Linked DNA regions of Delphinus delphis: region 1 is linked to region 2. The links are chromatin contacts, called in public Hi-C maps. All regions are on one chromosome and are shown on one strand. Each heading gives the region's core, a stretch centred on a gene start, on an enhancer-like site or on the middle of the called end of the contact. The rest is flanking DNA. Distances are from core to core; before and after follow the strand shown. Region 1 holds the start of NDUFA3 (NADH:ubiquinone oxidoreductase subunit A3). Region 2 holds the start of LENG9 (leukocyte receptor cluster member 9).

Region 1 (3,606 bases), core at 1,099-3,598, 430 kb before region 2:
ATGCAGAACCATGTGAGTCACGAAATATCAGTTTTGCTTTGGGAGAAAAAGAAGTACAAAAATACATACGTGTGTTTGAAAGCATGGAAATTTTTTATAAGGATTCAGAGATTATTTAAGGAAGATGAGGAAGGGGAAGAAGGAGGTTGTTATATGCCCCTTGATAATAATTTTTAAAACCATGAATATATGTTAGCTTTAACATTTAAAAAATAATTAAAATAAATTGATAGCTAAGGTAGTAATGGTTCTCCAGGTGATTCTTATTTGAAGTTGGAGTGTAATGGAGGGAAATTGAGAGGAAGAAGAGGTCTCACCCATCAGAAACCCTGGAAAGAAACCCAGCGCTGTTTCAGGGTGGAGGACCCTACTTTCCAAAGGGGAATAATAGGCATTGCTGGAGATCCTATTTCTCGAGCCCTGCACTTCGCCAAGCTCTGAGCCAAGGGTTTTATGCATGTGATTTTATTAAATCCTCACAACAGCCCATTTTACAGAGAAATAAGCTGAGTCTCAGCATTCAGTGGTTTGTTCAAGGTCATAAATGAATACGATGGTGAAACCGGGGTTCCAGCTTAGGTCTCTTTAACTCCAAAGTTCATGATCTTCACTACTTACCTATACTGGTCACTAAAATGAATGAGGAAGGAAGGAGGGAAAGAAATAAAGGAAGGGGGAGGGAAGTAAGGAAATCTGGGGGGAGGGGAGGCACCAAAATAAAATCTGAGTCGTTGGAAGTGGGGTGTCAGCAACACACAGGAGAATGGGTGCAGAGTGTTACTCACCAGTTGGAATGATGTCTGCGTGACACACCAGCCCTATAGAAGGTCGAAGGGGTTTGGTCTTGTCAAAGCCTTCGGTTGCTCCCGGCCCCACCTCATTGAGCACCCAGGAATCTAAGTCCCCAGGCCCTCTATCCTCTGGGAAACAGAAATCTTGCCCATACTTTCTCCTCAGTAGCCATAAATTCAGACTTCCAGTCCCCACTTATTCAAGAGCCCAAAAGTCTGGACCCAAGCCCATCTTGCCTCTACACCCAAGAGTTCAGGCCCTTGGATTCCACCGTTTCGAGGAGATAATAATCTGAGCCCACAGTTTCTCCTCTCTGGGCTGCAGGAGTCTGGGCCCCCAGTTTCCTTCTTTCCCAGGTGTCTTGGCTTCTCCATCTCCCTCCCACATCAAGATCTAGGACCATAGGTTCTCTGTCTCCAGGAATTCAGATCCCTAGCCCTCTCCTGCTTCAAGATCTAGAGAATCCTGCCCCCAACTTCCTCCTCTTCCAGGAACCCAGGAATTCAGGACCCCTGGGTCCTCTTGCCTTAGGACCCAGGGGTCTGAGCCCCAGTCCTGTTATTCTGGCCTAGAATTCCAAACCCTCAGCTCGTGCCTCCTGATCACCCTGCACCTGCCCTCAGGGAGACCCCAGCCCAGCCAGGGGCCCAGGGAGAAGGGGTTGGGGTGTCTCACAGAGAGTCAGCAGCTGCAGATTCATCACCAGGGCCATGGTGGGCAGTTCTCGGCTGGAGCAGGAACAGGAGCCAGGGCTTGGCTGTGCCCTCCCCCCTACCAGGAAATGAGGCAACATCAGGAAGCCAGAGCCCTATTGAAGGAAGGAAGGAGCGAGGTGGGGGCCCCTGGGTGACTGTGTCACAGCCCCATGGTGCTGTGGAAAAAGTTGGGAGAGGGCGCAGTCATAACTGTTCTGTTCATTAAACTTTGGAAAAAAAAATTAGCACCTATTATGTGCCAGACCCTGTGCTACACGGTTGGGGGAAAGGGGCACAGAAGGGAGTCAGACCCCATTACAGTGCTCAAGTAGCTCCCAGCCTGATGGAAAGGCAGATTCCGACCAGGTTAGTTAAAACAAAACAGAACAAAATGATGTACGCTATAACGGAGGTCACATAGGGCACTGTGAGAGTATACAGAAGGTCCCTAACCCTTCTGAGATGAGACTTAGGGCTTGCAGGACGAACTGATTTTAAGCTGATACCTCAAATTGGTGATTCGTCCTCTCCCAGCCTCCGTTTGCCCATCTGTAAAATGGGCTCTCATAAGTAAACTATAAAATGAGGACTGATGCATTCCGCCTTAGCTGGGCCGCAGTAGGAGGACTGAAAGTTACTCCTCTGGAACGACTTTCTAGGCGGAGAGAAAAAAAGAGAGCGGCGGCAGGTGCGCCAAGACAGGTTTGCGCTTATATCTGCAGCATCACCTCTTTTCCCCGCAGCCATCGTCTAGGACCGCTGTTCTGCGCCAGTGCGCACGCGCGGATTTAGCCCGTGGAGGCTAGCGGGCCAGGACCACAACTCCCAGAGTGCTCCGCACTCCCGCCGCCGTCTGGGATTGCTGTTCTGCGCCAATGAGCACGCGCGGACTCCGACTGCGGAGGCCGTGCCCAGGGACCACAAGTCCCAGAGTGCTCCGCGCCCTCGCCGCCGCAGCCGCCGCCGCCGTTGCCGAGACCAAGATGGCCGGGAGTAAGTGCGGGTTCGGTCAGCGCGCGGGGATGGTACCGGGAACCCCGGGTGGTGCCAGGGGTAGGGCAAGACGGAGCCCCCGTGGAGGCGGTGGGGTCCGGGCCGGAGGGGGGCGCAGAGGTCACGAGGGAGCTCCTCCAGGGCGGGGGTGGCGCGAGAGGGGTAGAGGTCACCGGGGGTAACACCTGCAGGGGTGACCCTTCTCGCCCACCCTTCCAGGAATCGCCGCCTTTCTCAGGAATGTCTGGGCCAAGGAGCCGGTGCTAGTGGCATCCCTCACCATCGGGGGTCTCGGTGCGTGAGTGCCCCAGGCGCGAAAGTGCATCACCCCCAATCGGCGTCCCGGCTTTATCTCCTCCACCCCCTAGAGGTCCCACTGCCCCTCACCAGTGCTCCATCGCCCCCCCCACCATCGTTCCATCCTGTATCCCCGAGGCCCGACCGCCGTCCTCAACGTTCCGTGTCCCCACTTGTATGCCAACCCCCCCCCACCCCTAGTATTATGACTCCTCCACTACCCCATCGCTCCCCACCCCGTACACACCCACCCAAGAGGTCCAGAATCCCTTCAAAGAAGAGGTTGTCAACCCTAGCTGTGCATTATAATAGCTAAAAAAAAAAATAATAAATGAAAAGTAATGTCCTTATCCTCCCCTTTCACCCTCATCGCCCCCCCACCAGATTCTGAATTGAATTGGGTGGGGTGGAGGTGGGGCTAGGGAATCTTGTGTCTTGTGAAAATCCCCCAGTGATTCTTACGTGCTTCTGCGATTGAGAACCTCAGCTGTAGAACTGGGCTACTCAGATTTCAAGGTAATGCTGTGGGTCTTGGTGAAATACAGGTTCTGTTTCCGTAGGTCTGGGGTGGGTCTGGGGATGCTGCATTTCTAACACGTTCCCAGGTCTTGTCAATACTGCTGGTTGGCAGGCCACACACTGAGTGAGGTTCTAGAACACAGTTGTCCCACACGGCAGCCACGGGTCGCATGGGCCACTGAGCACTTGAAATGGGGCCAGTATGAATTGAGATGGTATATGTTACCCTGATGTAAAGCATACACGAGATTTCAAAGACTTTGTATAACAAAGCGTATATAAAATATCAATGTCTTTTATGCCGAGGATA
Region 2 (3,647 bases), core at 86-2,585:
TCAGGCCAGCCTACGTGATGACTTTTGTATGTTCTAGGCAAAGCTTTCATGGAGATAATTATATATATATATATAATAATTATATTTTACGACTGCGTTGGTATAAAGGCAAACATAATCCAGACGTTTTAAAATAAAACACGGCAGCCCCGTCTGGGAAGGGGCTTCTGTACACCATGTGTTGAGGGGGAGGGTCTCATCTGTGCTCCCCGGGGTTTTGTGGGCTCTGCAGGCCCCAAAGGTGGCGGGGCTGGAGAGGAAGACCTGGGCCCGTGTCCCTGCCCTGCGGGAGCTGGGGACCAGTGGCCTCAGTAAAGGACAAGAGGTTCAAAAAAATAATAACAAAACGTTTAAACATGTGTGCGGGCCTCTAGAAATGTGGCGGGCCCTGGGCACTGTGTCTGTTGCACCCAAAGGACAGAGTCCGCCCTGTCTTCATGGTGGATGGCCCTGTGTTTAAGCTGGAGTTTCTGTCAAGTTTGGGAAGCAGTCCAAAAGGCTTGGTGAAGCATGTTGCTTGTTCTCTGACCTATAAAAGCTCAAACGTTAGTTCTTAGTGGAATTAACATATGGGCAGACCTAAATTTGAGTCTGAGATTTGAATCAAGCAGCTGTAACCTCGGACCTCTGGGAGCCTCAGTTTCCCCACTTGTAAAATGGGAGTGATCCCACCACCATCATCCTGTACTTATGGAGAGCATCCTCTGAACGGCGTGCTACGCCCAGGGCTGGGAACACGGAAGGCCTCGGTAGCGTCCTCCCGGGGTAGGCCGTGCTAACCCGTCCCTATCCCGCAGATGCCGGTCCTGAAGCAGCTGGGCCCCGCGCAGCCCAAGAAACGGCCGGAGCGCGGCGCTCTGTCCATCTCCGCGCCGCTCGGCGACTTCCGGCACACTCTGCACGTGGGGCGCGGCGGCGACGCCTTCGGAGACACTTCGTTCCTGAGCCGCCACGGCGGCGGGCCACCCCCTGAGCCCCGGCCGCCGCCCGCGGGAGCCCCGCGCTCCGCGCCGCCGCCCGCCGTGCCGCAGCCCCCGCCGCCCGCCCTCCGCGCGCCAGCGCCCGCCGACCCGCTGCTGTCCTTCCACCTGGATTTGGGCCCCTCCATGCTGGACGCAGTGCTGGGCGTCATGGACGCGGAACGCCCGGGCGCCGCTGCCGCCAAGCCCGACGTGGACCCCGGCCCCGGGGCGCAGCACCCTAGGGCCCGTTGCCTCCCCAACGCGGACCTCGAGCTGGACGACGTCATCGGCCTGTAGGCACCCCCATTCCCTGCGCCCTTACCGTCCAGCTCCCCACTTCTTTATACATAAACCGACAAGGTCTGTGCCCCGGGTTTTGTCTGTTTACTTTGCATGTGGGAAGGGGGGACGGGGAGGGGTGATGAGGTCCTGGCGCCTTTAAGAGCTAGGTATGTCACGTGAGGTTCCGGTCCCAGCCAGGTGGGTGGAGGTCTCAGGATTAACCTGGTGTAATGGGATGCGGCCCCTTTAAGAGAGCCAGGGGCGTGGCTGGGTGGTGCCCCTCCCAGGGGCGGGGTTCCGAAGTGGCCGCTCCCACAGCCTGGTTTTTTCAGCAGTGTTGGCTGCGCGTCGCCGCCGCCGCCGCCTGCCGGACGCGGTCCCGGGCCCGGCCTGACTCGCTCCCTCGGGCCGGCCGACGGCTGTGACCCCGTGAGCTCCGCGTCTCCAGTGGACCCAGCCCAGGCGAGCTGTCCTTTACCCCGGGAGCGGCCGCACAGGAAAAGTGGCCGGGAAGAGGCGTGGTCCCCGTAGAAAAGGGACGCCCCAAAGTTGTGTCATCCTGAGGGCGACAGTTGCGTCCCAAATCCGGGCTACGAAGTTCGTTCTGGGCCTACAGGCGTCCGGTTGTCCCGCGGAGGGCGAGGCCCAACGAATGCCCGGAGGGGCGTGATAGCACATGCAAATCATTAGGCGTGCGGGGTGTGCGAGCCCAGCTCGTCAGGGGCCAAGAGAGAGCGGGGCCGCATCGTTAAAGCACTGGACTAGGGACGGGGCCAGCTTCTCTAAGGAGCAAGAGTGGAGGGGCCGCACTTGTAAATCATTAGGTAGCGGAGCCAAGCTCACTAAGGGGCCAGAAGAGGCGAGGCCGCACCTGTAAGGTATTTGGGTTGTGGGGGCGGGGCCGCATATGTAAATTATTGGGTTGGGGCCGGGGCCACAGATAAAAACCGCTTGGCTGCAAGGGTCAGGCGCCTCCAGGGCACCGCGGAGGGCCGTCTCACGCGCGAGGTGCTTTCCAGGTCGGGGCGGGGCCTGAGCCTCGCCCGTGACGTCACAGCGGTGCCTGGCGCCCGTGCCGGCAGGACTGACCCAGGTGCGGGAACGGCCTGAGCGGGGCGAGCGCGCCAGCCGCACCCCACTCCCATGGCGGCGGCCGAAGGGCCGGAGCCGCCCGTGGGGGCCCCCAGCGCGGAACCCGCGCCGCCGCCGGCCTGCCGCTTCTTCCTGGAGGGCCGCTGCCGCTTCGGTGCCCGCTGCCGTCAGCCCCACCCCGGGGCGCCGGCGCCGCCGCAGCCTAGAGGCGAGCCCGAAGCAGAGGCCAAAGCCAAGAAGCCGCCGCTGCGCACGGCTGCGGCTGTCATCCAGCGCATCCGCTGGGACCCGCGCCTCGACCCGGCCGACTTTTCCGTGGGCTACGTCGACCGCTTCCTGGGTGTGCGCGAGAAGCCCTTCCTTTCCTTCTGCTGGGACGAGCCTCTGGCGGCGCTCGGGCCGGGCGTTCTGGCCGTGCCGCAGCACCGGGTGCGCTACTTCCGCTTCCGCGGCCGTCTGGTGTGGGACCGCGCCTCGCGTACGGACCTCGTCTTCGGCTCGGGCTTGGCTGCGGGCCGCGGGTCCACCATCCTGGACGCGCTCGACGGCGGGGATGCGCACGGTGTCGGAGAGGAGGGCGACGGCGAGGACGCGCACCAGACCGGGCATGCGAGCGACGGCGAGCACGTGCACGGAGCCGGAGGTGAGAGCAACGGCGTGGACGCGCACGGGACCGGGGGCGCGCACGACGGCGGAGACAGGGGCGGGGACGTGCATGGGACCGGGACCGGGGACGAGAGTGACGGCGAGGACGCGTACGGGGCCGGAGGTGCGCTCAGCGGTGGGGACACGGCCGGGGCCGGAGGCGCACAGGACGGTGTAGCTGCGACCCGTCTTGGCACCGGTGCGGGAGGGCGCGTACAGCCAGCTTGGACGGGACTCCGGGCCGCCTTGGCCCCGGATGGCGGAGGCCCCGAAGCTGGGCGCCTGGCGTTGGCAGGGACGTTATCGAGGATCCAGGAGCGGGAGTTGGGCGGCCCTGGAGGCCAAGGTTCCCCGTGGATGCAGCCAAGAAGGGCGCTGAAGCCAGCCGCCGCCGCTGCCAGGGACCTGGAGCCCCCGGGTGGGAAGCTGCCGGCTGTCGTAGCCCCGGGAAGGCCCTCGGAAGGCCTCTCTGAGACGGAAGTGGAGTGGGGTCCCGGGGTCTGGCCCGTGGACGGTGGAGCAGCCGGGGCCGTGGGCCCTCGCCGGCCCCGCCCCACGCACTTCGTGGCCCTCATGGTGACAGAGGCTGAGCTGCAGGCCGGGGTGGCTAAGGTCCAAGAAGAACTGGTACGAAATGCACCAGCTTGCGCGGCGTTCACAGTGCCT

Evidence for each region. A called contact is a pair of places that touch in the nucleus more often than the background predicts.
Region 1: a Hi-C map of lung shows a contact between it and region 2, with 4 times the contacts expected there. The contact joins the promoter of NDUFA3 here to the promoter of LENG9 in region 2.

The regions. Positions count from the first base shown.
Region 1 is chr20:4,267,785-4,271,390 of mDelDel1.2, reverse strand. It overlaps NDUFA3 (NADH:ubiquinone oxidoreductase subunit A3), which reads left to right and starts at 2,348. Exons shown (of 4, transcript XM_059999109.1): 1 at 2,348-2,480; 2 at 2,700-2,774. The coding sequence starts at 2,363. The region is part of intron 11 of LOC132416835 (NACHT, LRR and PYD domains-containing protein 2); the gene reads right to left.
Region 2 is chr20:3,833,216-3,836,862 of mDelDel1.2, reverse strand. LENG9 (leukocyte receptor cluster member 9) reads left to right here and starts at 1,335. Exons shown (of 1, transcript XM_060000449.2): 1 at 1,335-3,647. The coding sequence starts at 2,388. It overlaps CDC42EP5 (CDC42 effector protein 5), which reads left to right. Exons shown (of 3, transcript XM_060000483.1): 3 at 798-1,328. The coding sequence starts at 798. The coding sequence ends at 1,259. The region is part of intron 11 of LOC132416835 (NACHT, LRR and PYD domains-containing protein 2); the gene reads right to left.